Regions from separate parts of the Mus musculus genome. Here region 2 is linked to region 1. The links are chromatin contacts, called in public Hi-C maps. All regions are on one chromosome and are shown on one strand. Each heading gives the region's core, a stretch centred on a gene start, on an enhancer-like site or on the middle of the called end of the contact. The rest is flanking DNA. Distances are from core to core; before and after follow the strand shown.

The links. A called contact is a pair of places that touch in the nucleus more often than the background predicts.
Region 2: a contact with region 1 is called in a Hi-C map of bone marrow-derived macrophages, with 34 read pairs. The contact joins two enhancer-like sites. A contact is called at or near these places in 2 of 15 datasets of contacts at CTCF or cohesin (large pre-B cells and pro-B cells), 18 of 484 Hi-C or Micro-C datasets (B cells, the C2C12 cell line, the HL-1 cell line and 10 more), 2 of 115 datasets of contacts at active chromatin or transcription factors (bone marrow-derived dendritic cells and embryonic stem cells) and 1 of 9 other capture datasets (embryonic stem cells).

The regions. Positions count from the first base shown.
Region 1 is chr12:102,155,929-102,162,326 of GRCm38.p6, forward strand. All of the region lies in intron 2 of Slc24a4 (solute carrier family 24 (sodium/potassium/calcium exchanger), member 4), which reads left to right. Among named protein-coding and RNA genes, the nearest start is that of Slc24a4, 30 kb to the left of the region's middle. Within about 2 kb of position 2,838, at least 6 of the 459 cell types and tissues checked have an H3K27ac peak or open chromatin away from gene starts, as enhancers often do. A contact at or near this core is called in bone marrow-derived macrophages, where this site is marked.
Region 2 is chr12:102,335,659-102,342,056 of GRCm38.p6, forward strand. The region is part of intron 3 of Rin3 (Ras and Rab interactor 3); the gene reads left to right. Among named protein-coding and RNA genes, the nearest start is that of Rin3, 56 kb to the left of the region's middle. Within about 2 kb of position 3,668, at least 29 of the 459 cell types and tissues checked have an H3K27ac peak or open chromatin away from gene starts, as enhancers often do. A contact at or near this core is called in bone marrow-derived macrophages, where this site is marked.

The DNA.
Region 1 (6,398 bases), core at 1,588-4,087:
ATAGAGTAAGTGTGTTGCAGGGCCTGGGGAGATGACTCAGTGAGTAAATCACTTGCTGAGAAAACAGGAGAACTTAAGCTCCACCTCTAGAACCCATGTAAAAACAGCTGGATATAGTGGTGCACAGCTGGAATCCCAGCACAGGGGAGATGGAGTTAGCTGGCCCACCTAGCCTAACTGGTGAGTCCTGAGCTAGTAAGAGACCTATCTCAGAAAACACTAGAATCTGATCTCTGGACTCCACAGGGGTGTGTGTGTGTGTGTGTGTGTGTGTGTGTGTGTGTGTGTGTGTACAGAGGAGAGAGAGAGAGATGCCTCACACAGATGTCTGGTCTTCAGTAAGTCAGATGGAATCTCAGCATTACACCCTTACTTTCAGGTACTCTGATTAAAACCTGCAAGAGAGAGACTCAAGGGCAGTTGGTCATACACCTCAATCCTGAGCAGCAAACACACACATGAACGAGCATGTGGCTCACCCACAGTCAGTTCACTGAACCATGGCTGGACTCAGGACCGTTTGGAGATCAGGGTTTGGGTTCCCTTGCTAAGGACCCAGGATGCAGGTGTCCATCCTAAGTGAAGATGATCTCAAATTTCCCTTATCCATCCATCCATCCATCCATCCATCCATCCATCCATCCATCCATCTCAAGTGACATTGAAGGCATCTAAGTGTGTCCATTTCTAGTCCCCACTCTGCTAATGGCTGTCCTAAGTTACCAGCGAAACCACCTGATTCTTCAAATTAGCAGAGTAGCTGATGCTCATGAGAAAGAAGTAGGTGTGTGGAGTTTGGCCAGTCATGTTGGCTAACACAGAAAGAACCAAATGTCTGTGTCCCCACCCTCAGTGTGGTGGTGTTTGGAAGTGGAGAGTCTGAAAAGTAGATAGTGAGAGTGGACCCCATAAATGAAATGTGTGTTGGGGGGTGTTCTATTTTGTTTTCTTGGTGGGAGGGGGGCTACTGTTGCATTAGGTTTTTGTTTTTTTGAGAACGAACTTAAAGTTGGGTAGATAGAGAGGGGGAGAGGATCTGGAAAGCCTTGGGGGAGAGGAAAATATCAAAATATACTTACATTTAAAATTGTTTTAAATAATAAAGAAAAAACTGGGTCTTGGAATACTTTGGGTTTCACACTTGCCTGTCTGGGAATGCTCACCTGATCAAGTCTACATCCAGAAACATCGAAAATCAAGACCCCTGCTGTCCCCTAGCACACTGGAGAAGGCAGGTTCAACCTGTGTGTGAGTATGAGGTGTGTCATAACCCAGGAGTTTCCTGCTTGGTGAGAAGCCTGGCGCCCTGGAGTTGTTCAGCACCTTCTTCCTCCAACCTAAGGCCAGCCCTGATCATAAATAAAGCTTAGTCGCCCGTCCCTTCCCCGATTCCCACCTAGATTCTGCTGTGCTGTGGGCTGTGGTCATTTCTGCTTCCCCAATGATCCGCCTACATTTACACTGGTGCTGCTGCCCAGACAAGGGCAGAACCAGTGAGCAGCGAGCCGCCCAGAAACAGCAATCTCTGGCCCAGAGGGGACCAGGATGTGTTGTTTTAACGGATGGTGTCACGTGATCCCGAATTAAGTTCCCATTGGTTGGCAACCTCATCCTACCTCCTTGGAAGAGAGAGCCTGGTTGTCCAGCACCCATGGTGTTGTTAGTGGGAGGTGAATCAGTCATGGTGGAGCTTTGGGCCCTGATGCTCACATCTTTTCCTAGCTGAGTCATGTGGGCTCCCACTCTACCAGCTGTTTGTTGTTCGGACCCTTTTCTTTGCAGAGATATCTGGTCAGTCTCTCCTTGCTTGGGCTTGGTGGTGTTAGGGTGTTAGACTCGTCAGACTGACAGACAGACTCCCCAGTGACCAGCCTATTGCAGCCAGGAGAGGGTTCAGGTCTCTACAGCAGCTAACTGTCCTACCTGTACCTGCTGGGCCTAGAGCTACCCCACAGCTACCCAATAAGAAAACTGCCTGAGTTTTGTGCCCTCTCATGAGCTTGGTCATAGGGGTTTACCTATGGGAAACTCAACGCTGGGGCTGGGGCTGGGGCTGGGGCTGGAGCCTCAGGGTGCCAGCCTGCCCCCTGGAGAGGTGTGTACAGACCCTGTGCTAGCTTCCACATTCCTGACCTTGGATTACTTTTGACTCGTTCATTTGTTATCAGAGACACACATTCTATCTAGAGACACAGTGGTGTTCAGAACAGGCAAATGCCTCCCCAGGATGCTTACAGTCTTGAGGGAAGGAAACAGATATTGCCCGAGCTAGGGACAGAATGTGTGAAAGTAGACTTCCCAGCTCACGACAAGGGAGTGAGCCTGTGCCTGTGGGATCTGGGGACTCTGATGAGGTGCAGCTCTTGACTGGAGACACACCATATGTATGTATGTGAGTGTGTGTGTGTGTGTGTGTGTGTGTGTGTGTGTGTGTGTGTGTTTCCCCTGAGATTTTACATGTTGACTAGCAAGCCCTGAACACTTCCTCATGGGAGAAGAGAGTAGACTGAGCAGACCCACTGTGTAGGCATCTCACTAGGCTCCTCGGAGAAGGCCTCACTGAGAAAGTGGCATTTGTACCAAAGAGGGAATGAAAAGGGGGGGGGGTGTTGAGGGGACAGCCACTCTGTGCAGGCCTGAAGGGGGGTGGCTGGGGACTAGCAGGTGAAGGGAGCTAGAGTCAACTGAGGGAGAGAGAGAGAGAGTCAAAGAATGAGCTGCAAAGATGGGAAGAGGGGAGAGTGTTCCAATGTCAGTCATTCACAGCAACAGGAACTGAGGCTGTACACATGTGCTGACAGCAGCAGCCTCTGAGGGTCCCAGTGTCAGTCATTCACAGCAACAGGAAATGAGGCTGTACACATGTGCTGACAGCAGCAGCCTCTGAGGGTCCCAGTGTCAGTCATTCACAGCAACAGGAACTGAGGCTGCACACATGTGCTGACAGCAGCAGCCTCTGAGGGTCCCAGTGTCAGTCATTCACAGCAACAGGAACTGAGGCTGCACACAGGTGCTGACAGCAGCAGCCTCTGAGGGTTCAGCTCTCACAGAAGAAGCTGGATGGCACACTAGGTGACTTACCCAGAGGCCCTTTGCCTGCAGCTCAGCCTTCAGACCCTAGCATTTGCACTTGAAGATGAAGGAGTGGGGGACATTTGCCATGCACGCAGATACTGGCCTGTTGTTTCAGCACAGACTGAGCATCTCTGGGACCAGGAGAGTTTTGGATGCTTTTCAGTTTGGGATATCTGCATATGCATAATGAGATGTCTTGGGTATGGGACCCAAGTCTAAGCAAGAAATCTATTTATATTTTATATACTTTACACTCGTAGCCTGGGGGTAATTTTACTTAATATTTTAGTGTATTTGTTTTGTATTGTACTGTTCTGTACTGTACTGTAATGTATTGTATTGTATTGTATTGTATTGTATTGTATTGTATTCAGTGTATTTTCACTTTGGTCTATCACATGAGATTGGGTATGGAATTCCATCATGTTGTTAAAAATGTTTCAGACTTTGGAGCACTTTAGATTTGGGATTTTTGGATGCATGGTGCTCAAATACAATAAGCCAGAACCATCCTGGGGGAGGACAAAATAGAGAGTGAAGCTCAGAAGGAGTTTCCGTGAGCAGTCAGTACATGGAAATGCAAGGGTGCGGTGCCTAGAGCATCCTCCATGCTCGGGAGTCCTGGCAGCATGGACCATGCCTACTTGACACAGCAGTGGCCTATCCCTGTGGATAGAGGACAAAGTTGAGAAAGCCACAGGCATGTCTAGTTCTTATGGGTCCAGGCTCTCTCCTCTTGCTCCTCCCCAGCCTATAGTAGATATAGTGGGCACTCTCCACACTCATGATGTCCTTGAGGGTCTCATACTCTACCAGAGCCTTTCTGGGAGGTCAACACCTGAAGAGAGCTGATCACTACAGTACGGCAGGTTGCTAGGCCAACGGAGACAGGCAATGGCTGGTCCTGGGGCTGAGTCTCATGTTTCCTTCCCATCTCCACTGTAGTATCAGCTCCATCATTCAGGGTGGGATGTTTTTGTGTTTGTTTGTCAGTAGCAAGCAAAGTAAGAGAATTTATTAAGAAAGATGAACTTCCAAAGAAGGAGTCAGGCTGAAGCAGAGGTAAGGGGTCTTATTAAGGGTTTTACTGCTGTGAACAGACACCATGACCAAGGCAAATCTTATAAAGGACATTTAATTGAGGCTGGCTTACAGGTTCAGAGGTTCAGTCCATTATCATCAAGGAAGGAGCATGGCAGCATCCAGGCAGGCATGGTGCAGGAGGAGCTGAGTGTTCTACATCTTCATCTGAAGGCTGCTAGCAGAATGCTGGCTTCCAGGCAACTAGAATGAGGGTCTTAAAGCCCACACCCACAGTGACACACCTACTCCATCAGTGCCACACCTTCTAATAGTGTCACTCCCTGGGCTGAGCATATACAAACCACCACATAAGGTTTGTTGTTTTTGGTGTTTTTTGTTTTTTTGTTTTTTAAACAGAGAGAGGGGAGTTGATATTGATCATGTACATGGGTACCCACCTTTTTGTGATTCTATGCAATCCTCTTTGTGTGGGAGTATGGAGGTCAGAGGAAAGCTTGGCGTGTCATCTCTCAGGCCCCTTTCTTGTCTTTTAGTCTGAGACAGGGTCTCTCGCTGACCTGGAACTTTACTAAGTAGTCTAGGCTGGCAGCCAGTGAGTTTACAGGGACCTGCCTGCCCGCCTCTCCTATCTCACCACCACAGGGATTAGAGGTGCACGCCATTGTGCTTTTTTACATGGGCTATAGGGATCTGACCTCACAGCCTCATGATTTTGAGGCAAGTACTCTGCTGTCTGAGCCATCTCCCTAGTCTCTGGTTTATTTTAGTTTTTTATTTTGAGTCATGGTTTTTACACAGGGTCTTGATAGGTAGCTCAGGTTGGCCTTGAACATATGACCTTCCTGTCTCCATCTTCCGAGTGCTAGAAATAAAGTCATGCAGCACCACAGCCAGCATTCGAAGAGATATTTGTACATCTGTGCTCAAAGCAGCCATTTTCATAACAGTCAGAGGGTAAACAATGAGAATGCCTATTAACAGTTGAATGGATTAGCAAACATGGTTTGTACAAACAGTGGGCTATCATTCAGAGTTTAACAGAAAGGGAATTCTGACACAGGCGACAGCACAGATGGTTCTGAGGACACCACACTAAGAACAATGATCCTGTCCCAAGCCTACATGTTTCCGGGTCTCTGAGGCACCTGGAGTAGTCAGATTCATAAAGATGAAAAGTGGAATGGGGCTTGCAAAGGCTGAGGGAGAGCAGGGGGAGTTACCGATGAATGGGTCTCGTTTCTGTTATGGAGACTCACAATCCTAAAGACTGGTAGTGGGCACTGCATAACTGTGCGTGGAGTCAAAGCTGTTAAACCACACACTTGAACATGGTTGGGAATGAATTTGTGTCATGTTCCTGTTAACATGATTTCCAAAAATTAAAGTATATGAATCGAATTTCAAAATCATAACACACCAGGGAAAGTTGTTTCACCCTGTCTCAACCTGTCCTCTTGAGGGGCCCTCCTCAGGTCAAGCCTTTTTCTGGGACTGTGTTGTTAGCTGGCCCAGCCTGGCTGGTGGTCTAGCCTGGTGCAAGGCCCTCTTCCTATGCTTTCTGCCTTCCTTCTCACCCTATCTCATTCAGGAGACAGCCAAAGCTCTCCCAAATGCCATTAAACATTACCACACACTGACAAGTATGTAAATGTGTGTAGAGCAGAATTGTAGGCATAACATATCATATGGAGTGAGCCCGTGGCTGGTTCCACCGGTTCCAGAGGCAGCTTTTCCAGGACCCCAAAAGCTGTCTGCTGCTCAGCATACAATCTATCTTCCCCAAAAACATGGCCTTTCCCAGATATAACCAGCCCCTGCCTTGTATTTTTCCTAAACTGAGTTCAGCTTGTTTGATCTTACTTTAAAATTCCCTTTCCTAGTGAATGGAGTCATTCTCAGAGAGCCTGTCTAGTGAGTGAAACACTGCCCAGCCTGTCCCTGTGCACTGCAGATGTGTGGGCTGTTGTTTCCTGTGTACACCAGGTGCCCCTGTCACCTGACACACCTTCTTACATTTCTGTCAAGTAAGACATAGAGATAGAGAGACCAACTGCTTTTCCCAAGCATCTGCACCAACCTGGGATCCCTCTAGTGGTGTTTGTAATTTCAGTAATTCTAGAATTTCACCAAAAGTTAGTTATGGTGACATTTAAATGATAACCTCCTGCAATAGTTACTCAGTATTACACTCCAGTAAAACTGAGCTCCTAGCTGGCTCTGATGCACTGTTGATCAAGTGTGTAAGGCAGGATTTTCTGGACAAGAAGTCCTGTTGGAAG
Region 2 (6,398 bases), core at 2,418-4,917, 180 kb after region 1:
CAGACGAGCTAGATCCGTGGACCACTTCATTGCAGAAGCCATACATACACACCTCTCCCGTTTGTGGGAAGCATTCATCACTCTAGGTCATAAGATGTCCATTGACAGATTATGGAAACTAGAAAGCAGAGCACACAGAATCACAGTAGGAATCAATGAACAGAAGAAGACAGTGGTAGATCAGACAGCGCATCCCCCATAACACCAGGTCAAAGGAAGAAACCTCGCGGAAAAATTTAAAATACTTGAAATGAAAATCCAACCTTTTCAAAATCTGTAGAGGACAGTGGGCAGTGCCTAGGAGAAACAGATAGCATCGAATGCATAGAAGAGAATAAAATTAGATTTCCTACTCAGTGCTCCCGCATAACTAGCTCTAGGAACTAAGAAGGATCATGTGACAGGTGACCTTCCTTCCCACCAACCAGGCAGGGGCCTGTTACAGCTCCAAGGAAGCTGTAGGAAGGACAGACAAGAAATGTGTATGAACATACCTAAGACCTGCAGGCGTGTAACGGTGGCCTAAACACCGCTGTGCATGTTCCGGTAGACTATAAGGACTTAGCTGTTATTGGTTCCTTTGTGATGATTAGATGGGCTTCCTTGCCTTCCATCTGGCTGAGGAGGCAGAGTAGACGATTACAGAATAGTGTGATTGGGACTCTTGTGATCTAGTAAAAGGGTAAAAAAAGGAGCTCTGCAGGGATGCTATTATACTCTAGACCAGGGATTCTCAGCCTAAGGGTCCTTTCACAGGAGTCACCTGAGACCACTAGAAAACACAGATATTTACATTACAATTCATAACAGTGGCACAACTACAGAGATGGAGTAGCAACAAAAATAACTTTATGGTTGGGAATCACCACAACATGAGGGACCGTATTAAAGGGTCACAGTATTAGGAAGGTTGAGAGCCAGCGTTATATATAGTTAAGGCGCCAGAGCAGGATTGGGGATGAAGCTAGATCAGAGTCTGCCTCTTAAAGTCACTAGGATGGGTACTTGAGTGGATGAGAGCAAGACTAGACAAAACTAGACAACATAGTTGTGTATCATAGTTCACAGTACAACCCTGTGTGGAGGCTCAGCTCCTGCGGAGCAGAGCGCCTGATATTGAGGATGTCTAGGGAGAGATTCTCAGAAATCTTAGCTCTAGGGGAGTTTGGGGAAGTTGACTGCCACTCTGTATACCTCTAGCTCACTTCCCAGGCGTGCTTTTGCTCTGGGAGATCCCAGGCCTAAGAAGAAAGAATAGCAGTGGTGCCATTGTGAGCTTGGACAAAGCCCTGTGTGGGTGTCAGTGAAGTGGGTCCTCATCAGCTTCCTCAGGAACTTGTGTAAGGTACTCAGTGCCACTAGGCCTCCTGGGAGAGGGGACTCCTGACTTTCCCTGGCAAGGGATAGTTCAAAGTGCCCTGGAAGGGTAAGGCCCCATACCTGTTCCCAACTGAACATGTCCTACATACCTAGACCAGAAATCCTCAACACAACCTAGAAAACATAGGCTGCTGTGCCCAGACAGAAATTCTGGGACATCCCACCAAAAAAAAAAAAAAAAATGGATTTCCATGGCTCTTCATGCCTGTCTCCCCCCTAATTTGTCAGGATCCATGACTGTTTTTCCTTGCTCTTTGTGGCACGGCTGACACAGCCTTTATTACATTTATTGCTTCCGTCTTGGTTTTCACGTTGTCAACATTTAGGGGATTTACCCTAAAGGAATTTCCCCGTCTGGAATGCTGCTTTTAGGTAGTTCCCTGTCTTAGATGACACTAGGTACCTACAAAGGTAGGTACTTCACTAGGTAGCAGATGAAACTAAACCCCCATCACTGCACCCTGAGTTTTTAAACCTTTGGCTGCAGTTATTGTGGGCTTACTACATGGCTTTTGGACCTCCAGTCTTCTGCCTTTCACACCTCTGAAGTAGTTGTTAGGATCTCCTCTTTGCAGCTGAAGTAATGGTGCCTGAGATTGTTACCTGGGATTCACGCAAGTCAGAGAGAGCGTGCCTCTTTCACCTGAATCCATTTGATTCCAGTCATATCTCTGTATCCCTCCTTAACAGACTCTCCTAGGGGCCAAGGAAGATGGCAGAGAGGGAAAAAGAGAAGTCAATAGTCCAGTCATTAATACCTGCACAGTCGAGTCATTGTTTCCTCTTTGTGTTCCAGACACAGAACCAGAATCAGGCAGAAAGGAAGCAGGTCAGGGCTACGTGGCCTCAGTGAGGAAGGCAATGGAGATAGAGTTCCAGGAGTGCCTCTGCCTCTGCCTCTGCCTCTGCCTCTGCCTCTGCCTCTGCCTCTGCCTCTGCCTCTGCCTCTGCCTCTGCCTCTGCCTCTGCCTCTGCCTCTGCCTCTGCCTCTGCCTCTGCCTCTGCCTCTGCCTCTGCCTCTGCCTCTGCCTCTGCCTCTGCCTCTGCCTCTGCCTCTGCCTCTGCCTCTGCCTCTGCCTCTGCCTCTGCCTCTGCCTCTGCCGGATGAGCACAGGCAGTCTTTCCTCTGGGCTAAGGCCCTGGTCATGCTAGAATCAGTCAGAACCTCTGGAGAGAGTTGTATGTGCCTCTCCCCAGCTAGAAATTAAGTATATCATAAAACCAGAAGGTGCTATACCCAGGATGGTTTTAGTTTTCCCTAGAGAGCTGATTATGGCCATCCCCCTGCTGCTCCCACTTCCCATCTGAAAAACCAGGAGGTGAATAACCACCCCAGAGAACCTTGGGCCTTCACATGTATGTGAGCATCTTGCAAACTAAAGCATGGGGTGGGGCATACATGGTAGTTTGAGTTGGAATCTGAGCACACTGTGATAGGATCTTAAATTCTTGGAGAAATCAGATAGATGATGTGACTCAGCTATTCATGGCTTGCATTTGGAGTCTTGAGGGAATTTCCACACAGACATCTGAGGTGCTTCTCCTTGGCTTCAGCATCCTGAGGACCACAGCCTGTCATGTCATTCTCTGGAAGTATGCCACGGAGATCCCACTTGCTTTTCTTTGAGAAGTATTCATGGCAGGGGCCATGAAAGAAAAAGCCAAGAGACAGACTTAGCTTTGAAGTTCAGTGGTCACATACTATACAGATAAACATGGGCAGAAGTTCATGCTTATAACCTATGGGACCTCCCTATAGCAGAATTTGGGGGAGAGCCTTAGAAAAGGGTGTGTTGGGTTTGTGTTGGATCCCCTGGGCCTCTGAGGACTTTAGTTTCCTACCAGAGTCTTGGGACTCCAGCAGGATCTCAGGTTTGCAGAATGTGACTCAATGGATTGCTGTAAGAATCTCCAACTTCTAGGCTAGCCTAAATCATCCACATGCCCCTTCCTCCTCTGAATTGTGGCACCAGAAGTACGTAGTGAGACGTGGCTGGGTGCTGAGTCTTGGCTAAGTGTGATGGGAGAAATGAAGGAATGCCATAAGATAGCAGTCAGTTATCAAGCATTTGGTAGGAAATGTTTCTTTTCTAATTTCGACCCAGGATCTCTCCACATGCTCAGCCTGACCTCAGACATACCATCCTCCTGCCTCAGCCTCCCAAGTGCTAGGATTCCAATTGCTCTGCTAGTTTAATCTGCATATCAGCTTTAGGATATGGCACCACAGTGTGGCAGGTTAAGGTATATTTTTTTGACACTTCTTCCTTCCTGGGGTGGAGTCTTACTGCCCCCTTCCCTTGAATCTACTTGAGCCTGTGACATCTGTGGTCAACAGAATAAGCAGAAATGGCTCTAGCCAGTTCCTCCTAGGTTTTCAGAGAATTGGCAGCTTCTTTTTAATCTCTGAGAGCCGAGTTGCCTCCATCCTGGGGAGAAGGGTCTGGGGGTAATGGGAGGGAGAAGGGCCTGGCTGGATGTCGCTTTTAACTCTCCCTGATTTGAGGGGAAACATCCTGGATCCTGCAGACAAGACCAGGACCCAAGTGAAAAAGCCATTTCCCCTAGGAACAGAAGAATCTCCCAGCTGAGCCCTGCCTGCTTTTGACCCATAAATCATGAGCTACAGTTGCTATTTCCAAGCCACTCAGTTCTGTCTTCTGTTACACAGACGTAGATAACAAAAATCATAACCCCTGTTTTTTCAGAGACCAAGGCTAGTCAGAATCACACATTCGTGAGAGGCAAAGCCACAATTTAAACCACAGCAGTCCAACTCTCAGCTCTCAGCGCCTGCTCCTACTACTCCATGGGCCTATTCTTGGGCCAGTGAGATGGCTCAGCAGGCAAAAACATTCACTACCAAATCTGACAACCGAGTTCATGCCTGGGACCCACTCACATGGTAGAAGAGAAATTCAACTTCCATAAGCTGTCCTCTGAATTCCTAGTGCACAGAGTTGTCACATGCACTGTCCCTTGCCCCCCTCCCCTGCATATAAATAGATACAGTTTTTGAGGGAGAGGGGCTCAAGAAAGGGTTTCACTATGTGGCTCTGGCTGTCCTGAAACTCACTCTGTAGACCAGGCTGGTCTAAAACTCCCAGAGATCCACCTGCCTCTGCCTCCTGAGTGCTGGGACTAAAGGTGTGCGCCACCACCACCTGGATATTAAAAAAAATAATTTATAAAGCAAAAATAAATGTGCACCTGTTATCCCAGCATTTGTAGGGACTGGAGGAGGAATCCAAGAGAGGAGGACCATGAGTTTGAGGACAACTTGGGCTACAGGAGGGGACCCTGTCTCAGAAGGAAGAAGAGGAATAGATGCTTCTGCTCTCAGAAAACTTCTCTCCAAGAAGAGGAACTCACTTGCCATGTTTAGAGTTACATACCTTGGTTTATTTGTTTATTCAGTTTAAGTACACTAGGTTGGCTCAAGGTATGCGTAGATGACTAATCTAGACAATCTTAGGATTTGCCCACAGAAGAACTGCCCCACCACCACTGGTGATGAATGGGTAGGTGTGGAAGGTGGGGGTGTCCTGAAGGACAGAGAGAAATGTCCTATTTGGTGAGAGAGGAAGTGCATATGAAGTGGCAGGACAGCTCATGCAGAGTGCCAGGGTACGGAGTGTGTGCAGGGGAAGCTCCGCGCAGGCAAATGTGGAAGGAAGGGGTAGGCAGAGAACCCAGAGCTTGCGCACAGGCCTTGAGTGAGACTCAGCCTTTGTCCAAAGACCCTCCAGAGCCTAATGAGGGACATGTGGGCAGGGACATCATCTGATGTATCTTTTAAAAGAAGTTGCATGTCTTTACGAGTGGGGATGGAGAGGTAAAGGCTGGAATGCAAGAGAGGCCCTGAGGTTGAAAAACGACCAGTGAGCGGTCTAAAGCGAATGTTAGGGACAGCGTGGTGGGCCTAAGGAGAAGGAAAATGTCCCAGAGATATTAAAGAGAACTAGCCTGCAGAAAGGAAAGGAACTGTTTAAAAGAACATAGCAGGGGATATGGCTAACCATGCTACCTGGTATGCAGTAAGTACTTAGCAAATAACAGGGGTGTGTTAGGAGCTATGGGCCGCATTATGGGAGGACAGGGCTCTGCTCCAGCATTGATATCCCTGACTCAAAACCTATGCCCAAGTAGACATGAAAAAGATGTATGTAAACTGACCCATAACTGGACAAGGTGAGCCCCCCCCCCCCACACACACACACACACGTAACCCCAGTAGCCTTGTTCTTCAAAGATGCAGACTCCTGACTGAGCCAAGGCTCAGTCTCCCTAGGATGACAAAGACAGCTAAGAGGAAAGTTGACATTTATGAAGCTGGCTCTGTAGTCTCACAGAAGGCAATGTACCCACTTGCCTAAGACTGGCCCCATCTTAATTCATAATTCATGCTGCATCTTTCTGTTTCTGCATTGCTAGTTTAGGACATAGGAATCCAGACCCTCTGGGGCGAGCTCAGTTCCAAGCCTTGATATTGGGAACCCACAATATTCCATCAGCAGGCTGCTATCCAAAGCACCCCCTAGACTCCTGCTAAGTGCTTCAGGGACCCTAGCAGGTCCTCCCTTGCTTTGTGAGACTGCCCAGGCAGGCCCTGAAGCCAGCATTCCTGACCTCTGACCAGTAGGTGCCAGCAGCTCCATCTCCTAAGGCCCCCACACTCCCAGGTGAGAACAGTGACCTTATCCAGTGTGGTGGCTCTCAAGCCTTTGAAATGTGCCTGAGTTGCACTGAGATGAAGCACAAGTGCAAAGCACACTCCCAGGTCTTTCATACTTAGCGTGGGAAAGAAAAATAGCATGTATACGCGGTGATGTATCCTCTGTGATGTCTCAGCATGCTAAGATGCAGCCTTGGCACGTACTTGTAAAATCCTGAAGTTGAAGCAGTGTTCCCTAACTATCCGCGGTGAGCCCTCTGTAACACTTGGAGCTGACCTCCTATCAGGGTGGTGCCCGGGCTGCCTGCCTCCTCACTCTCCCTTCTTTTCATGTTGTGGGCAG